Linked DNA regions of Bombyx mori: region 2 is linked to region 1. Evidence: chromatin contacts called from public Hi-C data. All regions are on one chromosome and are shown on one strand. The core of a region is the stretch at or near the end of the contact, and the rest is flanking DNA. Distances in the headings are between cores, read along the strand shown. Region 1 overlaps LOC134199745 (a long non-coding RNA gene). Region 2 holds the start of myc (c-myc).

Region 1 (6,659 bases), core at 2,989-5,488:
AAATCCGTTCCGGGTTGTGAGTGAGGGAGTTAGGTTGGTGGATGACACAGCGTTTTTTCAATGTTACTGAAATTTTGACCTCATGTCTTCTTATTCGTTCGTTTGTTCGCATTCATATTAGGTATACTCGACGAAAAAGACAAATACCACTTGGCGGGAACGCCAAGAATAATTTTAATGGTAGTTAGTCAGTTGTTGGCTATTATTTTTATGATTAAAGTCAACGGATCTGTTTTCAAAGGGTTTCAACCCATCACTATTTTCTTTACTTTGCTTGCAGAATAGCTTAAGTCAGTGTCTTGATAAAAAAATTTTTTTTACCGGAACCCGGGAAATTTATAAAAGCGCGCCAATTCTATTGCACTACTGCGGAAAGGAAAAAAAATCGTTTTCGCTTTTAACAAAATTACTTTAACTCTTTTTTTTAATATTTCTAATTTAGTCTCTGCGTGTGTTCTTTTAAGTTACCTTTATTCTAAAATTATATATTTTCCAGATAAGTAAACTTTAATGTGATCTACATAATACGGACATGTGTTCTGACTAGGGGAACCAATAGGCATTCCGTAATACAGACACGAACAGTAAAAGAAAATGTACGGAGAATTTTTAATCGGACATTTACTATTCAAAATCGATTAAATAATCAATGAAGACGATTCTTAAGCAACATCACGTAGCCGAGTTCACGGGCCGGTCCGTCACGATCGAGTCACGGCGTTTCGTAGACGGAAACCAATTAAAAAAACTTATTAACAACCAAGCTAAGTTGGCACGCGACCGCGTCTGGCTTATTCAAACTCTGCATAGACTATATTAAGCGTATTTTTTTTTTTTTCGATTCTATAAGCTCCCCTTAAGAACACGATTTTACGCGGATCTTGCATTGATTGTGTTAAGAAGCCGTTTACAATGCAATTCAAAAAAAAAAAAACGTTCTGCAAGTCGCACCTGGCGGGAAGACGCAAACCAATCTAGATTACGAAACGACGTAACCGCCTCGCGAGTGCAATCGTAAATCATTACTGATCAAATACAAACAAGGGCTCATAATTGCTTGGAAAACGGCGCCCGTGGCGAAATTCAGTCAGACAATGCTCACCACGGTAGAATAAAAGACGGATGATACATTGACGTAACAAGACGCGTAACGTATGGGGATCCGATTTTTTTCCGAGCCCCCGAAAAGCAGGTGACGCAAACTTCACACAGAAAAGGTAAGATTCAATTATTCGAGCAATGAAAAAAAAATTGGGAGCGTTTCTTTTCTTTTTTTCATGAGAAGGAACCGATTCTATTCTTTTCGAACGCAAGCTGCAGCGCTTGCAGTTTTTATGCCTAAGGACGAATTAAATCAGTCAAACCCCGAATAAGAGAAAGCTTACGATGGTAATTCATCAAGTTTTGACTAGAAAAAACACGAACGAATTTAAATCCAATGAGATATTGAAATGCACAATGGAATTAGCAAGCATTTTCCCGCGACATATCCTATACTAATTTATAAATCTACAGTGGTTTTTACGGATGTTCCGTTATAACTACTGAACCATGCATCCGATTGACTTCAAACTTGGTATCCATTGTAGAAAATACATATACTTAAAGGATAGGCTAATATTTATATGAGTGTTGGACTCCCTAATAATAATGACAATAAATAATAATGTTAATTTTAAATGCCCAGCGAAGCGGGCGAGTACGGCTAGTTTGCTTTATACGTTTGGATTGTCAACCAATAACACAAAACTTAGTGGTCCGCGACCATGAAATCTCAAGTATTCGTAACGACGGTAATAACATATGACAATAAATAAACAACAACAACAAAAAAAACAATAATAATAAAACAAGGTGTTTAACCCTTTGATTGCCACCTAAGTCACCGATGCCTTAAGTGCTGTTCACCATTTGACTTGAGGAAAGAAGGCGAGGTCTCCGGCCCGAGCCCACAATACCGTTAGCACAAGTAATAGTGCAATATTTAATCTATACATATAAATAAAATTGGAGTGTCTGTTTGTAATATTGAAATAACCGCTTTTTACTACATGCATAAAATATGGATATATCACGATACATACATCAAAATATAATTTTTTTATTTTGTCTTTCTGTCTGTTTGTTCCGGTTAATCTCCGGAACGGCTGGACCGATTTTGACGGGACTTTCGCTGATAGGTAGCAGATGATATAAGGAGTAACTTAGGCTACTTTTCTTTAGACTAGCTTCGCCCCGAGGCGTCACATCGCGGGACTCGACTAGTTTAAAATAAATTCAATGCAATTTCATTGACAAAACAAAAACGAAACCGAATTCAATTCTCCAGGTCTCTCACGACCATTGTCAAAACGCATACGAGCGTCAATGTAAACAAGGCTTAATGTAACGTTTCTTTAAGAGGGTCGTAAAGATGGGGCATTTTGCGAATTGCTCGTAAATAACACGGACCGTAAGCGATATATGCAATTCCGTTGTTATAGAAACCTAACTAAATCGTTCATGACAATTATTCGAAAAAGCGATGAAGTGTTTTAAGACACTTTTATAGCACGATTAACGTGTTTTATTGCTAATATGAAAATCTTATTACACTGTCGATTCCTTAGAAAAAGTGGAGCCCTTTTTAGAAGGGCAGACTTTTAACCGAATGGATTTCAATATTCGAAACTAATAATAACACAGAATACATGACAGAATGACAAATAAAAATTAGAACCCTTCCTTTTTTTGTTTATCTATTGCTAGTAGCCTCGAGGGGTTATGCTAGTTTCACCAAACGTGTAGGAGACACGGAGCTCACGGGACTCAGCTTGGGACACTTTGCTAACAGCGGCCCTGGAAGGAGCAGTGCTTTGCTGAATCTACTGCTGGATCGGAATAGCGACCCACTGAGAAGATCCGACGAGAAACTCAGCGGGTTGTGACTATGACTAGTTCGTCGTAATCGACGAGTTCGACGGTGCTTTCCTAATGCCTCATGCCTAAAAGCACCGAGAGTGGATCGGAAAGATCCGGGGTTTTGCACGACGGCGTCTGTTGGCCGTCTGCTCCTTCTCTAATCGATCGCTAATTGCCGAGCATCGTGATGCGGGCGCATCGGCCCGAGACATGTTCTAATAATCTGTAACTAGTTTCGCCGGTCAGTTGTGTGCAACCTGGACACGAGACTGAGCGACGCCTACGCCAGAGTGAGGTCGCACACTTGATCACTCGCAACTTTTCGAGCTCCGACCCTTAGGTTGTTTTCCTTCATGCTTTTTCCTATATATCAGCTATATCAGCGTTACCCTAACGTATAGATGAGCTCTCGGGACTCAAACCGGAGGTGATGCTGACACTGGCGCTAGCAAGAGCAGCGCTTCGCAAAATCTATCACCGGATCAGAAAACCAACCCACTGAGAAGATTCGGCGAGAAACTCAGTGGGCTGAGTCTGTGGGTTTATTTACTCGGCGAGCCCTTCGCAAGCGAGGGGTTCGGCGAGGACGGTGACCGGTGATTGAGGCACTTAAAAGCACCAGTATTGGATCATGAGGATCCGAAATGACACGTTTAGGGTATCATTTTTCACTTTACGGAACTATGAGTCTCTCCATGTATTCTTGCTATATGATCCAAATACTAGAGCACTCTGTGTAGACATATGGTGGATAGATAGTCTCTGGTCAATTTTTGCTCGTTGGGAATGGAAGCGTTCGTTCGGATGGCCCTCCATGGAACGCGCAATACGGTCCAGCACGACATCTCAAACACGTTTATGCGTCGTCTGACAAACCTCTATTAAGTTTCAAGACTCGATGGCATACAGACAGATAAGGAAAATGAAGATTAAATATTTGCACTTTCGTCTTCTTGACCCGTACTCAAGAAGAATGAAAGTGCAAATTTTTAAGTTCTTCGGAATCTCTTGATATTGTGTTAAGTAGGCCAGTGGACTGAAAATTTGAATAGACAATTAAAAAAAAAAAAACAATTAAGTACTTATAATATTTTCCTACAAATTCTTAAAGTTTACGTCGTTTAGATTTAAAAAAACTTAAACAAGTTACTTAATAAAATAATCGTATACATAACATATCGAAAACAAAACGTTTTAAGACAACGATAAATTAACTTTATTATATAGAGCCATATCGATGAAAATAGGTTTATTAAGCAGCTTATTAATAACAAACCGACCGCATGCATACAGCTTGTAATCTCTACCGACGAATGTTTATTTATGTTATTCGTAATTGAATGAGGTCGCTCTGTGTATAATAAATATGACCGATGCTGGAATGTCTTTAATAGTTTACGGCAGACTGGCTGAAGCCCGTCGCGTACATTGCCACGCGAAATATATGTTTAATGACTTAAGAATGCATTACTGATTATAACTAGTTAATAGTTTTTTTTTATTGCTTACGATGGGTGGACGAGCTCACAGCCCATCTGGTCTTAAGTGGTTACTGAAGCCCATAGACATCTACAACGTAAATGCGCCACCCACCTTGTGATATAAGTTCTAAGGTCTCAGTATAGTTACAACGGCTGCCCCACCCTTCAAACCGAAACGCAATACTGCTTCACGCAGTGAGGTGAACCTAATCTGGTCAAAGTAGCTGGTAAGGAATGGATGCGAGAGGGAAGAGACTGAAAAGAATGGAGTGCACTAGAGAGACCTACACTCGGCATTGGACGGACATAGGTTGAAGAGAAGAAAAATATGTCTGGACCAGTTGAATCTAAGGATCATAGGTGATAATAGTCGGTCTGGCTATCGGCAACGAGATATAAATATGCAACCACCATAGCCAACTCAAGTTTACCACTACTTCCTCATCATTATATTTTCGTAACTAAATTCCTCTAACCTTTTTTTTCCCTACGTATCCTTGAGATACTGTGTCAGCGTTGTCCTAGCGTGCCTGACTGAAAAAATCCGGCGAGAAACTCACAGGGCCCCTCATCTTGAGTAGCGTTATTTAAATCCGGATCGTTTGTAATAACGTTCTGTTTAATTCCACCACGAGCGATAGCGAGTTTATTATTACCACTTAACATATCTTCAGTATTACTAAGGGAACATTAAAACTAACATTACGGATGTAGAGTAAAGAGCCTTTTTTCACTTCAAAAAGTTCTCAGCGATGGATAGCGGATTGAGCCTGCCTCAGATATCCTTAATACTCACGAAAAACAGCTACCTTAACTTGCCTACTCATTATTAATAATTGTGAAGCCGCAACAGGTTTCTTCCGAAGAAATACACCTCACACATTAATTAATCATGCACGACGTCCGTTGATTCATTCTTAATATTCAGATAACAATATCAGAGACAAATTAAGTACGGATAATATAATTGTTCACAATAACGAGGCGTGTCGAGTTCAAAAAATGTGACTAAGTACATAATTTATATAGAAATATAAAATAATAATGAATTCTCATGATTGGTTTCGATCGACACAGGAAAGCCATTTCGAGATTGTTACATTTCTATCAAATAACTAAGCGCGTTAAGATGCTTGGAATAGAGGAAAAAAAAACCTACTATCTCACATGATTTGGTCGGAGCGTGACGCTAATCGTCTGAGACAAAAGGTTAAATCGTTTTGTTTCAGGTAATAATTACTTAAACGGAGATAGAATATGGAAACTGTGTATCACAGCTTTAAAGTGGGTGCGAACATTCACACTGAGTGGTCCATGGGCTCTGATAACCGCTTAATACAAAGCGACTTGTAACATTAGTTGATAGTTCAAAGAAGCCTCCCCGAGTTAGTGTAACTACTTTCCTGACCTCCATCCATCCGTAATATTCTCTTCAAGCTAAGCGCGTTAAAACGATCACTATACATCTATTAAAAATTATAAATAAATAAATAAAATTGGAGTGTCTGTTTGTAATATTAAATAACCGCTATTTAACAAATGCATATTATGTATACACGGTATATACACCAAAAATGTATTTTTATTATTTTTTGTCTATCTGTCGTTTGTCTGTTTGTTCCGGCTAATCACTGGAACGGCTGGACCAATTTTGATGGGACTTTCACTGATAGGTAGCTGATAATATAAGGAGTAACTTAGGCTACTTTTTTAGACTAGTTTCGCCCTAAAGTATCATCGCGGGGTTCGGTTAGTGGTTTCATATAAAAAGACATTTCAAACCGACGTCAATAAAGTAATAATTTTTTCGCGTCTATTCACTTATATATTTTCTTCTATTTATTAAATAACTCAAAATCCACAAACTTCGTGGATTAGAAAAATATTTGTTAATGAGCTCGTTCGCTTCCGTTTGATACAAAAAGTACGTACCAAATCCCTTCGTTTTCGTGGGAATTACACTACGATCATAATAATACAGCGATTTGGACAATAATGAGATACGTTTTCCAATATACTTAGCCTTTTGGAGCCGTAACAAGAGCGTAGCCTGAGGATGTTTTAAAATATGTTTTTAAACGCTTATAAAGAGATTTGGTGTTAAAAGAATGTTTTAGTTTCAACAGATTAACAAAATTTTACACAATATATGGGCAGACGACGATTTCAGAATCTAGCTGGCATTGAATGATTGATAATTGTGAAATTGATCTCATTTTTCAAGATGGATGCACGTACATGAGCTTGATGTCGGGATAGCTGTGACCTTCTTTGCCG
Region 2 (6,981 bases), core at 699-3,198, 290 kb before region 1:
CAGCTCAAGTTGGCGCGAAATGAATGTTTACTAATAAAACAATTGCCAGTGTTATTTTCCTGTTATCGCGTTAGCAATATGTTTGAAATTACGAGGATACGTACATGCATAATTAATTATAATTTGAGAATTATCATTAAGTGTATTTTAATCTATGGGATATAAAGTTACGTTGTCTTGTTAAAACTTGAGAAATATTTAATTTCATAATTTTTGGAAATACAGTCAAAACCGTTTACTGCGACATCGTTTAATACAACATACCGGTTATAATAACCAAGAACAAAGGTCCCGGCTGAATGCCATATGACCGCCTTATTAAAAATATTGCTTTCTACGACATTGGTAATAACGACATACCTCATAAAACGACCACATTTAACTAATATTTCGGAGAATTAGATCTGTTAGAACGACCGGCTAAGCTGTATTGTAAACAATTTGAATAGGTATCCACATTTGTCTTCAATGGCTTTTAAAATCAGGAAAGAAAACAATAGGATTTAGTTAAGTGTAGGGTCTTTTCTAATTCTTAGAAACAAAACACGTGCATGCGGTAGTCAAAGCCCACTTCTTCATATCTCTTCAGTTAGTTTGTTACTTATCTATACACAAGACGCACCAAAACTTTGTGGAGTTATTCGTGAAACTTTCAAAATCTCGCAAAGAAAAAGAAAACAAGTTAATATTGAAGAAAAATCGCGTATTATGTAAATATATTTTTCCAATAATTCCCTATCGATTTGTTTGTACTTGCACGATACACATTAAACTTCACCGGTTGTTACGACTATCGGTTTTTACGACTGAATATGAGCAGTCCCTTCGATGTCGTTATAACAGATTTTGACTGTATGTGTTTTCATAAAGTTATGCAATTTTCATACTTAATCGTAAGTTATGCAATTTTCATAATTAATCGTCGTGTCCGAGGATATTGACTTGTGTTACATTACATTTTAGTTTTTTTTTTTATAATTCTTGTTTGGTTGTTTAAATAAAATATTAAGAATATTTCAGTAACCGGACATACATAGCTACCAGGTTTTCAAATTACCTTATATTAACACAACTACACGATTTAGTTATTTTTTGCCTTTACACCATATAATATTTTCTATGTGAAACTTCAATAAGATTACTTACATTTATTATTTTGAAGTTGGTACATTTTTATTTAATATATATTTATATGTATGTTAGGTATATATTAGTAATTTTTCATTAATATCCGTTATACTTAGACAATTATTGTAAATAAATAATGCAGTCATTTATTATTTAAATTTTTAAATGAACCGAACTGATGAGAAGCGTTACACTTAAAGATATTTCTTGATAATTTATCATCGAACAATCATAAAAATGGAATGAGTGACAAGCATCTTCATAAGTAAAAAAAGATGGCATCTTTTAAAAATACCCGCCAAAGTGCAAAATTCCTAAGTTCCTATGTAATCTATGGGTTATGTAAAAAAAACTTACTAAATAAGAGAATATAATAAAACGAATCGAATAAAACGAATTTTGGCGCTGGCATTTCGCAGAAAAACCCATTATACCCATGACTCTAACTTGCCGGCAACGCCCCGCCTTGCCGTGAAATAAATATTAATTACCCACTTTTTCACTTCTACTTATTTATTAGAAATCACTGTGTAAATCATAAAGACTGAATGAATTGATTGTTAGAACACTCACCAAAAAGTTTGTGCAAAATGCGATCCGACCGCGGCCGGTGAATTACACAATTTTACACAAGATAATTCAAAATCTTCGACAAAGTTTTTTCCGTACACACTGCGTAACACTCACTGAGAATATGCGGTCGGTTATACAGCGTAAATTATTAAAAACGATACTTCTTCCGAGACCTCCGATTGAGTTTGTCAAACACTGAAACATTATTCGGGAGCCGGCCGGTTCGAACGAAAGCCGCGCGTGCAATTCGGTTGATGCCGTGGACACGACTATTCTAGCGGGCCCCGTAGCGAGCGGTGGTCTGCGACTCGTGCCTCCGCGACCCGCGCCCGCTGACACGGCGTCAGTCCCCCCACTCCGCGTTCCGGCTAATTCTATGTCATTCACGAAATACACTGAAAATACGTTCTCTGTCCACACGTTTATTTAAGAATTACACTCGTATGTCCATTTACATCTTATCTCCAAAAAACTACACTGTAATAGCTTTAATTTACAGTAAAATTGCGATATGTTGATCGGCGTCTCAGGGGGAGGAGGGGTAGTTCAAAGAAGGAAATCAGCGTAGCAGCCTTTAAAGATGTGTTGGTGTATTGTCGATGTGTGCGTATTGCGAGTAGCTCGAGAAGTCGACGAAGCACCTCTAGGCAAGCGACCGAGTCGTTTGGAACGACTGAGACTCAAGCGGCTATAGTCGCACGTCGGTCGGAGTCACTTCACTTGGCCGGCGGCCTCGTTCACGGTAGATTGTGCGTGCCTATGGTTTTAGCACTGCATATATCGAAGCCAGTCGATCGACATTCCTAAAGTTAAGCTTATGGCGCGAACCAGAAATTCCTGAGCGATTTTGATGAATTGATGTACATTTTGTAGATAGCCCACACGATTGCATATATTCATTAGCTCTGAAACACTGAATGTATTTATTACAATATAAATTTGATACAAATGTTTGAAATATTTTTCTTACAAAGTTATATAGCTTTTTCGAGATTAAAACTCCGAGTCCGTGAAAACTAAAATTCAATATAATGTGACTGTAAGCTTTTGAATTTTAAAACGAGTTTAAATCCTAATGAAAACTTGGCACTTTACATATTCTTTTGATAGTACAATATCCATACCTAAGTCATACCCATTCTTACAATACCTCATTTAATGACAACTTAATTGTTGTAATATTATTTATCGGATTTAAATTTTTTATAAACAACTAGAACGGAATGTTCAAAAGTACATTCGTAATTTTTAATAAAACAAACATTTTAGCAACTACTACCCTGTACTACGCACACGTACCAAACCGGGAACAGAATAGGTACAGTAATCCTGTTTTTAACCAACCCTATATACCCGCCGCAGAGTTCAACGACCCCGCATTCCACGCATTGCATTCCCTCCAATAAAAATTTTGCGACTCTGAACTTAACGGCTTGTATAAGTATCTCGTAATTTTTAGGTACAACGCCATAAAATAAAGGAACAAATTAGTAATGTTTCTAAAAATAAATATTTTTGGTCCCTAATGGTAATGCGAAAAATTAAAATCCGTTCAATATAACCGAATATGAACAGTATCTACGTAGTCGTTTGCTTATTTTTATCTACTTAAGGTTTTATTTACTTTGATCTTCAGATAGCACTGTTTAGATTTACTAGAATGCAGATTGTTGTTTTCTAAGTATCCTCATAGATGGCGTTGACCGGCCAATGCCTGTTGTAAGTCGATATGTTTGGTTAAAAATTCACTATTATTTTTAACCAAGCTATAAATACGAGAATATGCATTTAGTATATTCACATTTGTATCGTTTATTGAAATGTATTTTGTATCTAAAAGCTACTTAAAGTCGAAATGTTAAATTCATGTCAAATCATTACAATTGTAGAAATAATTACTTCCTACTTCTATTTCAAAAAGGCCTACCCCTAAATCATCTTTGGAAACCTAATTTGAAAAAAGCATTAAGACTTATTTTTTTTATCGCGAAAGCTACATTTGAATCGGATCAATCTCTCAATACGCGTAACCCTTCAACCCTTTATTAATTTCACATTAAAATTTGTGCATCCCTTTTATTATGAAATAAATAGATACACAGGAAACTCAGAATACGTGCTTCCGAAAAAAAGGGTTGACCGAAAAAGATCGCTTTACATGTATAAAAAAAGCGTCCTATTTAATGAGCAAGCATACTACGATTTTGATCTTCATTCCTTCAACAATAAGTGTTATATTTAAGAAAAACATTATCTGACTTCATTATTTGAATTTTTTCCGTTACAAATGTCTAGGGCTGTTACGTCAATTTTCATTATGTGTCTCTTCATTATTTTGACAAGTTAACGGTTTTGACAGTCAGTGCGAGTATTAAAATGGAAGCTTGTAATCTACCGCAAACCGTGACATTGTCGATATTTTAATTACACATGAATAATATAATTATGTCATCGAATTTCGATCTGCTTACATAACAAATACTGAATAAATAACTTTGATATCTTTACGATAATGTTTTAGCTTTAAACATGTTTATCATTTGGCTCAATAATTACGTATATTTCATAATTAGAATATGACTTTTAATTTAAATCAATCATAATTATTTTGTCTATGAAACTGGAGATTGAGTTCTGAATAGTGAAGGGAGCGAAGAACTATGCATGTGTTGTACTGAAGCCACTTTATGGCTAAAATCTCAAAACATTTACGGGTCAAATCATTAATATCACACGGCAATTACTGTAGTGTGGTACAAACGTTAATGATTAGCGTTATCAGTATTAATTATGTAATTGAAAATGAATTGAAGCACAATTATGTTATTAAACATTATGATTCGGTTGTGAAGTACCTATGGCGTCATCGAACTTTCAATGAATAGACAGACACTAAAATATCATTATATGTATATACTTTTCGCATTGAATCTAGAAAATTTGAACGATATCTATATATTAATACGTGAAGCAAAAACTTTGTATCCCTTTTTACGAAAATTGCGCGGACGGAGAAGTATGAAATTTTACACACTTATAGAGAATATAGAGAAGAAGTGCACAATGCTAATATTGTTTTTAAATAATGCAAATAAGATATATTAAATCAATAAAGAAAACATTACACACACTACATACCATGTATTTGACGCACACACGCATGCATACTATTAATTGTCAAACTTTTGTTCTTGACGTCTGTGGTCAAATTGAGAATAGATTAAATATTGTTTGTCTTTGTTACTATTTTTTATAGTGTAGTCTTGGCGAAATTTGTGATTATAGAAGTATAAAATACAATCATAATAGTGTACAAACTTACAATTCCAAATAATTATAGTCGAATTTCGACTACTGCGGAACCTCTAGTAATTTTAAATTCGCCCGTCACTTAAATTGTAATAAGTTTTTAATTATCAACAGTATGTAAACGTGGAGTGTTCAAAGTGGCCAGCTTATAACAGAGTAAGCCATATGTTTTAGTGTCTACTAAAGCAAATAACTTACTTATAATCCATTCCATTTCACTAGCAGTAATTTTGACTTCATCAGACCTCGGTTCGCGGCTAGATGTAACCTAGTAGAACAGTACGTATCCAGATATCGTTCTTCCCACGCACGTGCAATGGAACGAGATCTCGTCTGCAATATTTCCTGAGCGTTAAAACAAGTCTTTAATCAAAGGGATTACAGGTTAGCATATGAAATGTTTTTATGAGCACGGACTCAGTTCGCTGAGTGCTAAACAGCTTTGCAGAGCTCCTATGAGCATATGTCTATAAATAGCCACTTTAATGCGTTGTGTAATGACAAAAAAACGCTTGCAACACATCCCTATTGCCAGCTTTTAAATGGTATGCATGGTATAAAAAATTATATGTTTATAAATAAATTATAATAATTATGATGATTTCGTTTATAATCCCTGTATTACTACGACTTTAAAATCATTTCCCTACCTGTACCTAAGTATTTATAATAATTTAATCTCCAAATGTCACCCCTAGAGAATTAAAAAAAAAAACAGCGTGGGATTTGGTAACCATTTATACGTGAAGAGATTACGTACATTATATTGAGTGACGCTTTCAAAGCCCTCTTTATTGTATTGCAAAATGTTTTTTTGTAGATAATGTTGAGTAGTTGTAGCTATACTGAGACTTTAGAACTTATATCTCAAGGTGGGTGGCGCATTTACGTTGTAGATGTCTATGGGCTCCAGTAACCACTTAACACCGGGTGGGCTGTGAGCTCGTCCACAAATATAAACAATAAAAAAAAAAATTTTTAAAGTAATGACCTCACCTTTCACATTATAAACTACTAGCGACCCGCCCTCGCTTCGCTTCGGAAACATTAAAACACACATGAAACCAGAAAAATAAACTATTTTTTTTTTTTTAAAAGTAGCCTATGCTCATCAGGGACAATGTCGGCTTCTAATGGAAAAAGAATTTTTCAAATCGGTCCAGTAGTTTCGGAGCCTATTCGAAACAAACAAACAAACAAATCTTTCCTCTTTATAATATTTAATTTAATATTTAATATAATATTAGTATAGAAAATTGTTTGTTCGCTAATTTCAGATGGTTTGCTTTAATATAACGACGTGATATCAATTTAGCGTTAGGAAATTATTTCGACAGGATTTAATTGCTTTAGTACAAATTATATGGAAAATAGTAGATCATTAGTATAATTTCGTGTTATTAGTTGACCATCTACATTACGCATCGGCACAATTTTATACGACCAATCTATTAAGTGGCGATCGCCTATAGACACTGTCAATGTTAGGGGCATAACGAAAACTTAGCCTAGCAAGCCTTCTTACCCTGAGACTTTGCCCTGCTTAAACAGCTCGAACAAGGACATCTAATAGCTTTCAAGAATCCCCGTGGAACGGATTCTAAGTCAGATCAGGAAGATATGTGTTACATCATACACATCTGAGCCATGAGCTGCTTCAACTAATGAGTATCTTGAGTGGTGGTAGGGCACATTGTGAGGGTATCATGGTCCTATCAATACTGGAAACTGATTATGCCTTCAGGTTTACAGTAATTTGTCGTCCTACATGTGACTTCGAACTAAAGCCCCAAGCTGGCGACATCTATATATTAATACGTGAAGCAAAAACTTTGTATCCCTTTTTACGAAAATTGCGCGGACGGAGGAGTATGAAATTTTCCACACTTATAGAGAATATAGAGAAGAAGTGCACAATGCTAATATTTTTTTTAAATAATGCATAAAAGATACATTAAATCAATAAAGAAA

The links. A called contact is a pair of places that touch in the nucleus more often than the background predicts.
Region 2: a contact with region 1 is called in a Hi-C map of middle silk gland, with 1.9 times the contacts expected there. The contact joins the promoter of myc here to the enhancer-like site in region 1. A contact is called at or near these places in 3 of 7 Hi-C or Micro-C datasets (middle silk gland and whole pupa).

What each region holds. Positions count from the first base shown.
Region 1 is chr11:18,649,135-18,655,793 of ASM3026992v2, reverse strand. The region is part of intron 2 of LOC134199745 (a long non-coding RNA gene); the gene reads right to left. Among protein-coding and RNA genes, the nearest start is that of LOC134199745, 8.4 kb to the right of the region's middle. Within about 2 kb of position 4,238, at least 2 of the 8 cell types and tissues checked have open chromatin away from gene starts, as enhancers often do.
Region 2 is chr11:18,937,863-18,944,843 of ASM3026992v2, reverse strand. myc (c-myc) reads right to left here and starts at 1,948. Exons shown (of 3, transcript NM_001257008.1): 1 at 1,702-1,948.